Regions from separate parts of the Macaca mulatta genome. Here regions 2 and 3 are each linked to region 1. A link is a contact called in public Hi-C data. All regions are on one chromosome and are shown on one strand. Each heading gives the region's core, a stretch centred on a gene start, on an enhancer-like site or on the middle of the called end of the contact. The rest is flanking DNA. Distances are from core to core; before and after follow the strand shown.

Evidence for each region. A called contact is a pair of places that touch in the nucleus more often than the background predicts.
Region 2: a contact with region 1 is called in a Hi-C map of fetal cortex germinal zone, with 2.7 times the contacts expected there. The contact joins the promoter of FBXO10 here to the promoter of DCAF10 in region 1. A contact is called at or near these places in 2 of 14 Hi-C or Micro-C datasets (fetal cortex germinal zone and fetal cortical plate).
Region 3: a contact with region 1 is called in a Hi-C map of liver, with 2.3 times the contacts expected there. The contact joins the promoter of TOMM5 here to the promoter of DCAF10 in region 1. A contact is called at or near these places in 2 of 14 Hi-C or Micro-C datasets (fetal cortical plate and liver).

The regions. Positions count from the first base shown.
Region 1 is chr15:61,795,426-61,800,485 of T2T-MMU8v2.0, forward strand. It overlaps DCAF10 (DDB1 and CUL4 associated factor 10), which reads right to left and starts at 2,236. Exons shown (of 6, transcript XM_015117418.3): 1 at 1,604-2,236. The coding sequence starts at 2,142. It also overlaps a transcript of EXOSC3 not described here.
Region 2 is chr15:62,030,838-62,035,897 of T2T-MMU8v2.0, forward strand. It overlaps FBXO10 (F-box protein 10), which reads left to right and starts at 2,357. Exons shown (of 12, transcript XM_077965682.1): 1 at 2,357-2,457; 2 at 2,955-3,089.
Region 3 is chr15:62,013,022-62,018,081 of T2T-MMU8v2.0, forward strand. TOMM5 (translocase of outer mitochondrial membrane 5) reads left to right here and starts at 2,042. Exons shown (of 2, transcript XM_015117420.3): 1 at 2,042-2,212. The coding sequence starts at 2,092.

The DNA of each region.
Region 1 (5,060 bases), core at 986-3,485:
CATTATACTCCCACCTAAAATCCCATATCCAAAAAGTAGAAATAGCTACCTCTGAATTCCTGAAAGTATCGGTAGGAGGCTGGGAGGAAAGGGGCCGGGATATGAAGAGAGAAATTCAATATTTGAGAACAGACTGTTAGTGTTTTGAGGGAAACTTTAGGAATAGGGCTTGGCTGAAGGAAGGAGGCTGCGAGGTTCCATGAATAAGTTTCAGCAAAATAGTTTCTCCTCTCACCAGTTTTCCACCTTATTCAGGTGTGCATCCACTACTACATGCTCCAACCAATTGCTGTTGAGACCCCCGAGATCCCAGCACCACATGTGATTAGGAAGCACTTGCATCACTGAAATGGAAGAGAGTCTACTTGTGCACAGTAATTCCTGCTTCTATTCCTCTGCTCCTTCCTTAGCAACTTTAGGTCTGTCTTCAGTAAACATTTTTTGCTTTGTAAACCTATTCTTTTAACCTTCTGTAACATGACATGCTGCCCTTCTACGACCTTTGACATACCAATCATCTCCATTTGAAATATTTCTATCCCTTTACCAACCCTATCTTGACTAATTTATTTCCTACTCATTTTTTTGATTTTGATTTAGGTGTCACTTCCTCAGGGAATCCGTGAACACAGAGTCCTTAACAGGTTCCTTCAAGACTTTATCTCAATTAACAAATATATTTTATGCATTATTTGGTAAGGCTGTCTACTATCTAGTTGAACCATTAAGTCCCAGGCTCAATGAAAACAGTGCCATTAGCTGGTTTTGCTCAGCACGGTTACTCCCGCATTTGGAACACAGCAAGTGCTCAACAAATACACGCCGAATGAGAGAATGAATGAATGAACACCTGGGTAAACAACCAGCAACCGAGAGGCTTTGATGGGATAAGAATTACATTAACTATGTCACCTCATGGTGGAACTGTGCAAATTTTTTCTTTTGATGGCGGACTTGTGTACTGACAAGAAAGTTTTAAATAGATACGATTTTGGAAACTTCCTGTTAAACCAAAGCCATACAATAAATATTTAATCAGCCAAGAAAAAGGCTGTAGTCTAGCCTGGAGACTTCACAAATGACCCAAATCATGAGAGCCACGTCTCTACAGTGTCTTAGTACTGTATCTTCCTTGAGCAAACGACGCACTTGTCCCATCATGGCAAGTTCAGCTACAGAGTGCAAGGAATCTACAGCCTTCCTACCCCGACACAGGTTTAGGTGGGAAAACGCGAGCCTAGGATGGGGAGAACGTGGACATTTATTCAAAATGTATTTACTGAGCACCTACTGTGTCCCAGAATGCCCTAGTTGTGGGTTGGCTCTGACAGGTCCGCTGTGTGGCTTCGGGCATTTCTCCTTCACGGAGCCCACGTCCTGAAGGCGAGCAAGTGGGGCCCCGCCTTCCTGCCTCAAAAAGCTGGGCTGGGGGTTCCAGGGGGCGAGAATGCGCTTCAGAAAGTGCCAGGAGGCACGAAGGCCAGCGGCTCCAAACGGCCTTGCTAACCTCGGCCCGGGCCGGGGGAGCGAGCCCAGGACTGCCGTCCGCTGGCAGCTGAGCCGGGCGGAGGCGGGCGCCCGCCCTCCGAGGGGCCGCGCTTACCCGTCGGGCGAGTACTCCAGGTTGAAGACGGCGCCGTGGGTGCGGGTGCTGAGGTACACCGAGTCCGCGGGATGGATGGAACCGTAGAGGCTAGTCATGGTGCGAAAATTGTCCCGCGCCGGGTCCACGAACAGCCCGCGGCCCAGGCTGCGCTCTTTCAGCCACCCGAACAGCCTGGCGCCAGGGCCGCCCAGGCCCGCGCAGAGGCCGTGTCGGCCCCGGCTCTCGGCCTTGCAGTCTGGCCCGGGCCGCCGGCGCGGAGGGGAGGGAGGTGACGGCTCTCCCTGGGCGGAGGCAGCCGAGGACTCCGGAGCTCCGGGCAGCCCGAGCTCTCCGGAGCGCGGGGCCGGGGACAGCGATGGGGCGCCGGGGCGGCGAGGGCTCCGGGCGGGTGGAGGGGGATGGGTCGCATCAGCCCCGGGATGTAGCGGCGAGGGCGGCCTAGTGGCTGCTGCCTGCCCCTCGTGGGGCGCCGGCTCCTCAGCCCCGGCTTCGGCCGATCCGTCCCCTCCAGGGCTATGAGGCCCGAAGGGAAACATGACCAACGCCCCCGCCCCCCGCTCCGGGCCACTGCCCCGCCGGCCGACACCTCAGTGCCCCCGTTCAGCTGCCACTTCCGGCGTGCAGCGGCCTAACGTCACCGGCTGGAAACCCGCGCCGCCCCCCCACCCCCCGGCCACCGTCCGCCGGGGACCGGGAAAGCTGAGACACCGCCGGGCTTGGGGCGCCGCAGCCCCGGGAATGGAGGTAGGGAGCGAGCAGTTGCCTGTGTGAGTGACTGAGGATGCCGGGGGCTGGGCTATATGGGGCGTTAGCATCTGGGCACCTGAACTGGGTGGCAGAGAGTCGGTCTGTAGTTGTCAGTGAGTGGTGGCCGCGAGCCTGGAAATGAGTGACCTGACCAGTCAGTCCTGTGAGGCTGAGTATGTACTGGTGTCTCCACTTTACACTGGGATCAGCGAGGGATTAAAAATTAGTGCATTATGTGCAGGCCACACAGAATAGGTGGCATGCCATTCTTTTTTTTTTTTTTTTGAGATGGAATCTTGCTGTGTCGCCCAGGCTGGAGTGCAGTGGCGTGATCTGGCTTCACTGCAACCTCCGTCTCCTGGGTTCAGGCAGTTCTCTGCCTCAGCCTCCCGAGTAGCTGGGATTACAGGCGCGGGCCACCACACCCAGCTAATTTTTTTTTTTTTTTTTTTTTTTTTTTTTTTTTTGTACTTTTAGTAGAGACGAGGTTTCACCATCTTGGCCTGGCTGGTCTTGAACTCCTGACCTCGTGATCCACCCGCCTCAGCCTCCCCAAGTGCTAGGATTACAGGCATGAGCCACTGCACCTGGCCAGTGTGCCCAACTCTTAAAGGCACAAGTTCAGGGTGACCACAGGCAACTTCTTCCAAAACCTATTTGTCACAAGACAGAGAGACTCAGAGGAAACAGGTTTGGATGTGCTACCCAAGGAATGGCTGAGATAGCCAGTCTGTGTATCTGGGCTTAAATGAAAGATGGCAAATAGGTGATGGTTACTTTTATGGATCAACTTTACTGGGCTAAGTGATGCCCAGATAGCTTGGAAAAACATTATTTCTGTGTGTGCCTGTGAGGGCATTTCCAGGACAGATTAGCATTTGAATCAATAGAAGATCTGCCCTCACCAATGTGGACAGGCATCATCCTATTCATTAAAGACTGAAAAGGAACAAAAAGGCAGAAGAAGGGTGATTTTACTTTCTCTTCTTAAGTTGGGACATATCCATCTTCTGCCCTTAGACATCAGAACTCTTGGTGCTCCTGGTTTTGGACTTGGGGACTCATCGTCAGTTTTCGGGCCTTCAGTCTTGGACTGGGAGTTTTATACCATTAGCTCCTCTGATTCTCACACCTTCAGACTCGGACTGAATTACACCACCATATTTCCTGGTTCTCCAGCTTGCAGACCGAAGGTCATGGGACTCTGCTACAACGATATGAACCAATTCCCATACTAAATGTTCTCTTGTATGTATATCTCCTATTGCTTCCACTTCTCTGGAAAACCCCTGGATGGGTCCTATCTACTGTAGCAGCCTACTTGCCTGGCGTTCACTCTCTTCATATGTATGCCAGCACGTGTGTCCTACTGAACCCATCCTAGAAGGCCTAGGCTGTCGAATTTTGTAGCTGTTACCTAGCTTTCCTTGCCTACTAGCCAGAGTAGGACAACTATTTGAGTAACCACTCTATAGATTAGCCACTGGTCCAGGAGGCTGCCAGACCAAAAGTCTTTGCCGATACAGACTCATGCTTTTGGGAATTTGAATTGGGAAATCAGAAGTGAGGCAGTTGGCCATGATGGTTGGGACTGAAAAGTCATAAGGCAGAGTGAGGCCACTGGAGTCCTGAGCAAACCAAAGGAATAAGAGAAATCATGAGAAAGCAGCAGCCATGAGAGAGAACAGACTCGGGGTAGAGGGTGAGGAAGAAAGTTGATGGCAGGAGGAGATACAGATACATAAAAAGAGACAGACTCAGAACAGGCTAGACTTGTTCTTGGCAGAGTCCCCTAGGGTCTTCCTGCAGAGTCCTTGAGGTACCAGAATGATGGCTCAGTTTCAGTTTCAGTTTCCTGTGGGATGATCACTTGATTTCACAATACCTGAACCAGGACTCATGCACTGACAAGAAGAATCAAGGGCCAGGCACAGTAGCTCACACCTGTAATCTCAGTGCTTTGGGAGGCCAAGGTAGGAGGATCTTTTTTTTTTTTCCCAGGGTCTCACTCTGTTGACCATTGTAGAGTGTAGTAATACAGTCGTGGCTCACTGCAGCCTCAACCTCCCAAGCTCAAGCGGCAGGAAGATCCTTTGAGGGCAAGGAGTTTGAGACCAGCCTGGGCAACATCATGAAACTCTGTCTGTCTATGAAAAATAACAAAATCATTCCATTGTGGTGATGCATGCTTGTAGTCCTAGTTGCTCGTAAGGCTGAGCCAGGAGGATCCCTTGAGCCCAGGAGTTCAAGGTTAAACGAGCTATGATCACCCCACTGCACTTCAGCCTGAGCAACAGAGTGAGACCCCATTTCAAAAAAAAAAGAATCGGAATGACAACCAGGAAAACAAATGTGTCCTTTCAACCAGGGAGCCTTCTGTAGCCCAAAGAAAACAATGTACTCAAGGAGTGGTAAGTGATCCTATCATATAAGCTTATTGAAAAATAAAAAGCAAACATTCATATAATGTTTAGTATGTGCCTAATATTATGCTGAGTAAAGAGATCCTATCATATTAACTTATTGAAAAATAATAAGCAAACATTCATATAATGTTTAGTATGTGCCTAATACTATGCTAAGCTGGTTCATGTATATTAACTCAAAACTCAAGATATGTTGGTACGATTATTATCCTCATTTAGAGATGAGAAAACACAGACACAAAAAAGTCAGCCTGAGAGTGATAAAGCCAGTAGTCAAATCC
Region 2 (5,060 bases), core at 1,107-3,606, 240 kb after region 1:
TAATTTTTGTGTTTTTAGTAGAGACAGGGTTTGACCATGTTGGTCAGGCTGGTCGCAAACTCCTGATGTCATGATTCATCCGCCTCAACCTCCCAAAGTGCTTGGATTACAGGTGTGAGCCACCATGTCCGGCCGTGAGCTGCTTTTTAAATCACTCCACTTGGATGACACACAGGCATCTCAAAATTATTTTTAATTGATAATTATATATATTTATGGGGTGCATGTGATATTTGACTCATGCATACAATGTGTAATGATCAAATCAGGGTATTTAGGATATCCATCTCAAAAATGTATCATTTATTTGTATTGGAAACATTTAAATCTTTTAGCTATTTTGAAATATACAATAAATTATTGTTAACTATAGTCACAGTCACTCTACTGTGCTATCGAATGCTAAAATTTATTCCTTCTTTCCACTTCTGTACCCATTAACCAACCTCTCTCTATCCCCTTCCCCTCCCAGCCTCTCTGGTAACTGTCATTCTACTTGCCAACTCCATGAGATCAACTTTTTAGCTCCCACGTATGAGTGACAACATTCAATATTTGTCTTTCTATGCATGGCTTATTTCACTTTACATAATGACGTCTAGTTCCATCTGTGTTGCTGCAAATGACAGGCTGAATAGTATTCTGTTGTGTATATATGCCACATTCTTTTTATCCATTCATCTGTTGATGAATACTTAGGTTGCTTCCATATCTTGGCTATTGTGAATAGTGCTACAATAAACACGGGGATCCAGGCATACCTTTGATATGCTGATTTACATTCTGGATAAATATCCAGCAGTGGGACTGCTGGATCATATGACAGTTCTAGTTTTAGTTTTTTGAGAAACCTCCATACATTTTTCTATAATGGCTGTATAATTCAGTGTATGAGAGTTCCCTTTTCTCCATGTCCTCACCAGCATTTGTTATTTTTTTTGTCTTTTTGTTAATAGCCATTCTAACTGACAGTGTCAAATTTAACAAGTTCAAATGGGAGTTCTTGATCTGCCCCCACTTCCAAATATGTTCCCCTTACAATAGTTCCCATTTCAATAAATATCACCTCCATGGGCCCAGTAAGTAGGTTAAGCTACCAATCTCTGCTTCCACTCTTAACTCCTGTCTTCACATAGTAGCTGACATACTGTTTTAAAAGGTATCAAATCCTCCACCCCTTCAGTGGCTTCCTGTTACATACAATTTTAAAATCCTTATCATGGCCTACTAAGTGCTGCATGATCTGGCCCCTGCCTACCTTTCTGATCTCACTTCTCCCCGTTAAAAAGCTTCAGAGAAGCTAGACGTTTTCCATTTCCACAAAGAGCAATCTTTTCTCCTTCAGCCCAATCCACTTGGCCCAAGAGCTTTCACAGGGCTTACCCTGCCCCGCTTCCATTTGGCTCTTTATCTTACTCTGAGAGGTCTTCCTTGACTACCCTTCCTTGGTCCCTAATTTATTTAGTTTTATTTTTGAAACAAGAGGCTCACCCTGTCACCCAGGCTGGAGTGCAGTGGCATGATCATGGCTCACTGTTAACCTCGAACTCCTGGGCTCGAGCGATCTTTCCTCCAGCCTTGGCCTCCAAAAGCGCTGGGATTACAGGCATGAACCACCACACCTGGCCCCTATTTATAAATTACAGTTCCTTCCGTACATTTTCTACAATTTTAAAGACATATTGGTTTAAATGACGCTTGATTACTGTCTACTTTCTCCACTACAGAATTAACTTAAGGAGAATAGGAACCATACCTGCTTTGTTCAGTTTTGTGCTCGTAATAGTAACGGCACCAGCAGCAACAAACATACAGCATTTACTTTGTGGCAGGCATTATGCTAAGCGCCATACATACAACTAATTTAATATGTACTCCTAGTATATTGTCTGGACGTAGCCAATGGTCAGGTTGTTCAATGAATGAACCCAGCCCCTACATGCTCACCTACAGGGAGCCTAGCACCCCTGGAAACTGCTCCTTATACTGTTAGATAACTGGTGCTCGCAGGAATCTTATTTACACCGTATTGGCCTTAGCATGTCTCCCTGCAGTTTCCACCCACTGGTTCTATTTCTGCCCCTTCTGGGGCCACGCAACACGAGCCTGAATCGTCCTTCCGCAAGCTCGCCTTTGCAGTACCCGAAGACCCACGCGCCCCCTCCTGGTCTCCATTCCTCCCACCTCCCGGTGCCCCTCCGGCAGATACAGCTTTTCTGCGCGGTGGTCGGGAAGCCCAGCCCCGGCTAGCCAGCTGCTCCCGGCATCCTTCGCCGCCTTGCGCGTCACGTGACGGCCGCGGCCCCACACGATCCCCAGGCAGCTGTCCGCCCCCGGGCGGGGCTGGCCGCACGCCGCAGTCCTACCGGCTGCTGCGGCTCCGGGGCGGGTGGCGGGTGGCTTCCAGGGCACGGGCGGCCGCGGCCCGGACTCCGTGGTGGGCGAGCGCCCTGCGAGGTAAGCGGCCGGTGCGCAGAGGCTGCGGGCGAACTTGGGCGTCGGGGGAGGGGACCCGGGGCGCTTCCCCAGGCGACCGACCCAGGAAACGCCGTTCGGTCCTGGCCGAGACTGAGCGTCTGGTCGGGCTTCGGGCATCAGGGGTCTGGCAGAAACGTGAGGGGTGCCCTCAGGCCGCCCGCGGCTCCGCGCTCTCCCGGCACCCGGAGGCTCAGGCACCCAGACGGAGAGCTGTGCCTTGGTTTCCCCTCCCGTAAAACTACCGGACGCCGAGGATGTATCTCAGCGGTGCCTCCAGCCCTGAGATTTTTCGAGTGTGTAAGTGAAGTCGAAGAAGAAACTGACTCTTGGGATGGGGAAGACCCTTCACCTAGGAACGCAGGGGCAAATATGGGTCTGGGCATCCACTGTGTGTTTTATGCAAATCGCAAGCCTCTCAGAGACGGTTTCTTCATTTTTAAACAAAAGTGATAACGCCTGTCCTGCCTCGCTCTTAGGACTGCAGTGAAGAACAGAGGGGAAAGTCATTTGAGGAGCCAGAACTCGAGTCAGCTGTGGGTTCAGATCCCAGTTCTGCCACTTATTGGCTTTGTGACCTTGAGCCAGATTGATTCCTCATCTGTTAAAAGGAGGTAATAAGCTCATAGGTTGCTGGGAGGATTAATTGTAAAGGGTTTAGCACACAGTGTCTAGCACAAAAGCCTCAGTAGATAATGCTGTTAATATAAGCATTATTAGTAAGCTAGAGATTGCCCCACGTAAGGGTTTTTTTGGTTTTTGTTTTGTTTTGTTTTAGGCAGAATAATCACTTTTGTTTCTATATTTTTAGTCCTGAAAACTGCCGTTTTGGTTTTAAGACCTCTTCCCTTTTTCTCATTCTGGGCCCCCTTTGCCTTCTCTTTTACAATTGGCATATGAACCTGTTGTTCCTACTATATGAGTCAGGCTGGATGGGAACGTCAATTTACTTGAGCAGATGGGTATCAGATTCCCTCTGAGGGGAGAGAAAAGTGCCAGGCATGTGTTGCCACCAAAAAAAACCAGAGTACAGTGATTGACTGTCAGAGCTGGAGGATGCCTGGGAAACCATCTAATCCAGCTGTCTCCTTTGCAAATGGAGAGACTGGACCCAGAAGGACGACAGGACTTTGATTTTGCTCAGGACCCAACAGAGTGTTGGCAATGGGTAGTGGAGAGGACGGACCTTTTACCAGGCGCTGTGCTTTCCCTCAGTTCTAATCTCATTCTGCGTTTATTCAGCAGCTATATGGAACCCCTACTGTGTCTTGTACACCTACTAGGATCTGGACATAGAGCAGTGAACAAGACACACATGGTCCCTGTCCTCACGGGGCTTTTTCTAGAGCTAGCTGTGTTAGTTTGAGGTTATATAATGTTTTTTATATATATATATCCATCTCCCTGCCCGTTCTCATTACATTTTAAAATAACAATAAGCTGCAGCTCGCAGTGAGCTTACCTCATAGCAGCTGGCCTCCAGGGATAGGAGCACACAGAGACCTGAATTATTTCAGGATCCCTCACACCAGTTCCAGAGCCCTTGTTGGAGCCTGGTGAGATTTGAGAGACTGGAGAAAAAGCTGCTCTGTCAGGGCTTTTAAGAAAGGATTTCCTTCTGCCCTGGAGCACTTGGATTTCTTTGTATTTCTGGTTTCAGGCCTCTTATTGTTTTTAGATTTCTGAAAAGAGCCGACTTCACCGTAGTGCCTTCATTTTGGTTGCCGTGGTTATCAGGGGAATTGTATTTTTGTGATCGCACAAGTAGCTGTTAAGCAATAAATGGTCAAGCAGTCACCAGTTCACCATGAGTTTCCGTTCTCTGGTTTGTTTCAGTTGCAGTGCAGTTACACTATTCCTTCCTTCCCTCCCTCCTTTTTTCCTTCAATAAACTTGCATTGGTGGCCGTGCCAAGCGGAGTGGGAGTGAGTAGAAATAGATAAAAACATACGTAGACTTTGGCCTTAGGGACCTCAGATTCTTTGGCAGGGATAAAACTGAGGGCAGATTAGTGGGGGCTCTAATGATGTAGATAGGGAGTCAGCAAGAGCTCTCAGAGATGGGAGGGATGGTGTCCTGGGCAACCAAGAAGACATCACTTGCTTTTCACAGGATGATGTGAAATAAACAAATTCCTTTTACCTGCTTCAGTCAGGAAATAGATGGAACAAGCTTTGTTCTTTCAGTTTGCCTTAATGAATGAACCTATTCTTGAGTTACCTGTCCTGGCTTTTGTTTGAAATGTCTGCTAGTTTCTCTCATTACCCTCTTTCTGTTAGTTTAGCGATTATTAGTTTCCCAGTCGTCTAAAATGTTTGATATTGTATACGTAAAGGAATGTATACAAAGAGACATTTGATTAAGATTTTTGTCTATTTCAGTTTAGATGTTTAACATATATGTCTCATTTCACAAGTTGGGTTTAAATTCACTCATATATTTCCTTATTTTTTCTAAGTAGACTCCCAAGTCCTCTGTAATGCCCTTATTAGTGAGAATTCCAGTGTCTCCTTCTCCAAGCTCTCTGGGGCTTATACATTCCAAAGAGGTCAGTCTTACTGTCACTCTCCAGAGGGGAGAGAACT
Region 3 (5,060 bases), core at 792-3,291, 220 kb after region 1:
CTCCAGTGTTCATGTTCTTTCCACAGTCCTTGCTGCTTTCAGCATCACTGTAGGCTTTCTAAACACTCACGAAGGGTTGGCTGGAGGCTATTCCTTGGGAGTCAGCCACTCCCATTCCAGAGCTGCCTCTGCTATTCCACTGCATGAATTACTGATGCAAAAGGTTGCTAAAGCTGGAATAAGCAAATGAGTTTCCTTTCTTGCCCCAGTGTCTTACATTCTGTCAACCAGAAAGGTGACTGTGCTTATAGTTTTTAGTTGCTCTCATAGTAAATAATTGTCCTGATTTATCCAAAGTCCATTGCTGCTATGCAATATGCAATCAAGAAGGAACATTCTGGTTTTGAATTATGTGAGCAATTCAGTCATCTGGGCTTGTGTGTAAGAAGTAGATATGGCTAGTTGGCTTGTGTAACTTGGGGCAGCAGCCTACTCACTCGGTTTGGATGCTTCTGTGACAGGAAATCTGGTTGCATCAAACTCCTAACTCCAGCGATGTCCATTCATGTGGGCACTGTTAAAGACTAACAGATGAGCAGTAGGGTGCAGGGGAAAGATAATTCAACTTGACATGATAATTTTCTGCATTAGAACCCTGTCCTGTGCATCACCAGCAGAATGACTTCAGACTTTAGTGCACTTTAGACTTCAGCTGCGATGTTCCAGATCAAGGGGCTCACACCAAAGCTGGACTTGGTTTCTGAGCCTCCTTCTACTCTTCTGTAAAATGCTGATCAGATTTGAACTTGCTTTATACATATTGTGTTACTTGGCTAACAGTATTTTAAAGACCTCTGTGCTTCAATAATCTGTAAAAAGGCCAGGTGCAGTGGCTCATGCCTGTAATCACCGCACTTTTGGAGGCCGAGGTGGGCAGATCACCTGAGGTCAGGAGTTTAAGACCAGCCTGGCCAACATGGTGAATCCCCGTCTCTACAAAAACTACAAAATTTAGCCAGGCATGGTGGTGCGCACCTGTAATCCCAGCTACTCAGGAGGCTGAGGCAGGAGAATCACTTGAACCTGGGAAGCAGAGGTTGCAGTGAGCTGAAATCGCGCCACTGTACTCTGGCCTGGGCGGCAGAGCGAGACTCTGTATCCAAAAAAAAAAAAAAAAAGTTTCATCTTTGTCTCTTTAACTTATGTAAAATTTCAAACACAGTCAAGAAAGACTAGAATAATTAACTAATATGAAGTCACCAGTTTTTAATATTTTGCTGACATCATTTATCTCTCTCAATACTTTTTCCCCTCTGAGGTATTTTTAAGCACATTTGGGGGCCGGGCGCGGTAGCTCACGCCTGTAATCCCAGCACTTTGGGAGGCGGGGGCGAGAGGATCGCTTGGATCCTGGAACCCAGGAGTTCCAGATCAGTCTCAACAACAACAATTAGCAATAAAAAATAAATAAAAATCAAAGCACATTTGAGCAAATTGTTTTAAAGATCTCTGTGCTTCAATTTTCTAATCTAGGAAATGACGATTATAATATCGAATTCACAGGTGACAATTATACTGAATATTCAATAAATGTTAGTTATCACTGTTTACAGTGGTACCTTATGTGCACAGCCCCCTCCAGGGCGTAAAAGCACTTTGCAGCGCAGCGCTCCAGGTTCAAGACAGATGTTATTGTTGTTGTTGTTATTATTATTATTATTATTATTATTATTATTATTATTTTGAGACGGAGTCTCGCTCTGTCGCCCAGGCTGGAGTGCAGTGGCGCGATCTCGGCTCACTGCAACCTCCGCCTCCTGGGTTCAAGCGATTTTCCTGCCTCAGCCTCCCGAGTAGCTGGGATTATAGGCACGCGCCACCGAGTCGGGCTGATTTTTGTATAAGATAGATGTTATTAAAGACAGCGTGGAGAAACCCAAGTCTGCGTTGCTGAGATTGCTGCCGCCCGCCTCAGACCGCACTTCAGATCCGCTGGGTCAGGACGTGGAATGTCCCTTGCAGGTATCCATCGTCCAGTGTGGCAAGGGGGGGGGCGGGAACAGGAAGTGGGGATAGGCCCAGTTCCGGGCGCGAGGCGGCCACTGGGAAGAGGAGAGCGCGGCATCTGGAAACTGCATAGTCAGAGCCGCGATGTTCCGGATTGAGGGCCTCGCGCCGAAGCTGGACCCGGAGGAGATGAAACGGAAGATGCGCGAGGATGTGATCTCCTCCATACGGAACTTTCTCATCTACGTGGCCCTGCTGCGAGTCAGTGAGTGTCTCCCGGGCTGTGACTGTGAGACTAGCGGGGAGCTCACCGGCGGGCACCCCTTAACTCTAATCCTACAGGCCATCGGGGCCCTTGAACTGAGCTGAACGGTAGCGGGGAGCAAGGAGGGTACGCGTTGAGGGCGACGGGCATATGCGCGGTTTGAGGTCTGCGGGTCAGGGTCGGGGCACTGAAGTGCACGTGGTGGCCCGGCGCGCGTGGTTAATCATCCTGGTTCTCCCAGCTTTAAGAATGTTTGAGCTGCCAGGCGCGTTGGCTTACGCCTGTAATGCTACCCAGCACTTTGTGAGGCCGAGGCGGGCGGATCATTTGGGGTCAGGAGTTCGTGGTGGCGGGCTTCTGTAATCCCAGCTCCTCGGGAGACTAAGGTGGGAGGATTGCTTGAACCCAGGAGGCGGAGGTTGCAGTGAGCCGAGATCGCGACACTGCACTCCAGCTTGGGTGACAGAACAAGACCCCATCTCAAAAAAAAAGAATGTTTGAGCTGAAAGAGCTTAAGTAATGATCCCTAGAGGAACTCCCTCGTTTTGCAGACAGAGAAACGGAACCAGAGTAGGGAAGGTCACTCAGCGATTCAGTGAATGATCTTGACCTAAAATCCAGAACTCTTAACTCAATACCAGGTTCCTTCCCTCTCTTTTCTTTTCTTTTCTTTTCTTTTCTTTTCTTTTCTTTTCTTTTCTTTTCTTTTCTTTCTTTCTTTCTTTCTTTCTTTTCCTTCCTTCCTTCCTTCCTTCCTCCCTCCCTCCCTCCCTCCCTTCCTTCCCTCCCTCCCTTCCTTCCTCTTTCCTTCTCGAGACAGTCTCGCCTGTTGAGTTCAAGTCATTCTACTACCTCAACCTCCCGAGTAGCTGAGATTATAGGCGTGTGCCACCACGCCCGGCTAATATTTTTATTTTTAGTAGAGATGGGTGTTTCACCATGTTGGCCAGGCTGGTCTCGAACTCTTGACCTCAGGTGATCCGCCTGCCTGGGCCTCCCAAAGTGCTGGGATTACAGGCGTGAACCAGCGGCCAGGTTCCTTCCCATTCAAAAGTGCTGACCTTTGAAATCCAAAAAGTTTTGCTTCATCTCTGTTTCTTTGTATAGAGGGTGAAGTAAATGATTACTTTTTTGGAAGAAATGGGAAAAAAGAATATGAATCTATAGGATTAATGCAAATATTTGAGGGTTTTTTTTTTTCTATATTTTACAATTGACAGGAAGTTACTCCCATTATATAGTCTTGACAGTGGACCTTTGAGGGAGGCAGGGCCTAAGATTCTTCATATCATTTTACATATGAAAACTTGATTTTCAGAGGGGACTTAGCAAGGAAGGACGGTATCAGAGTTATAGGAACACTGAACATAAGAACTGGAAGCAGCTTTATGATCAGTTCTCGAATGCCCTGCCTTCTCATTCTCAATTCAGTATGCTTTCCATTGTTCCTTGCAGTATATTATTGGCCAGCCAGTCTGGATGGAGTGGCAGGGATGGTTCAAATAAATGAAGGCCATACCAAGGTCATCCTATTGAAGGCTCATGTTCGGCCTAGGCTGAGATCTCCCTTATTGTGTGTCTCTTTCACTGTCTGTGGTATTACTCTGCTTTCACAGGAGATCAAGTCTTGGGGAACAGAAACACCCATGTCATCCTACTTCAACAGCTTCTTGCAACTCCCAAATTTACTTATTTCCTGCCTCCTGCCTTTTTCATTGATCTAGCTGCCAGTAAAATATTTGCTGCTTCTCAGTGATCTTTGTATTTGATATGAATTGTTTATTTTCACTTTTAAGTTGAAATATAATTTGTACATTATAAAATATACCCATTTAAAGTGTACAATTTAGTGGTTTTTAGCAAAGTCAGTTGTGCAGCCATCACAATTTGACAATATTTTCTTTCCCCCTAGAAGAAACACCATATGCATTCATTGTTACCCCATTTTCCCTTTTCTACAGCCTTTCACAGCTACTAATCTACTTTTTCTCTATGGATTTGTCTATTCTGGATTTTTTTTTTTTTTTTGAGACAGGGTCTTGCTCTGTTGCCCAAGCTAGAGGGCAGAGGTGGAGGCTGCGGTGATTGTGACTCACAGCAACCTCGACCTCCTGGGCTCAAGTGATCCAACTACTTTCAGCCTCCTGAGTAACTAAAACTGCAGGCACACGCCAGCACGCCCTGCTAATTTTTGTAGACACGAGGTTTCATTTTGTTGCCCAGGTCGGTCTCGAACTACTGGGCTCTATCAATCCTTCTCATTTCTACCTTCCAGTGTGTTGGGATTACAGGTGTGGGCCACCACACCTGGCCCTGGATATTTCATTTAAATGAAATTGTCAAATGCATGGCCTTTTGTGTCTGGCTTATTTCACTTAGCATAAGGTTTTCAAGATTCATCCATGTTGTAGCATGTGTCAGAACTTCATTTTGATGGCTAAATAAGTTTCCATTGGAAGGATATATCACATTTTGCTTATCCATTGATTATTTCACGGATTTTTTTCTGTCGTTAAGAATTAGTAGAAAAGGTTGGATATACTGCTGACTTTATCAGCTTCTGACAGATCTCAGTGTCTTCAGTTTAATATTAACAAATTGAGCTGAGTGCAGCGGCTCAATGCCTGTAATTTCAGCACTTTGCGGGGCTGAGGAGGGCAGGTTGCTTGAGCTCAGGAGTTCAAGACCAGCCTTGGCAACATGGCGACCCCGTCTTTTAAAAAAATACAAAAATTAGCCAGGCATGGTGGCATGTGCCTATAGTCCCAACTACTCGGGGGACTGAAAAAAAAAATAATAACAAAGTGTTCTATTTGTATGAGTATTGAGAAAGAAGGTGATTTGAGTA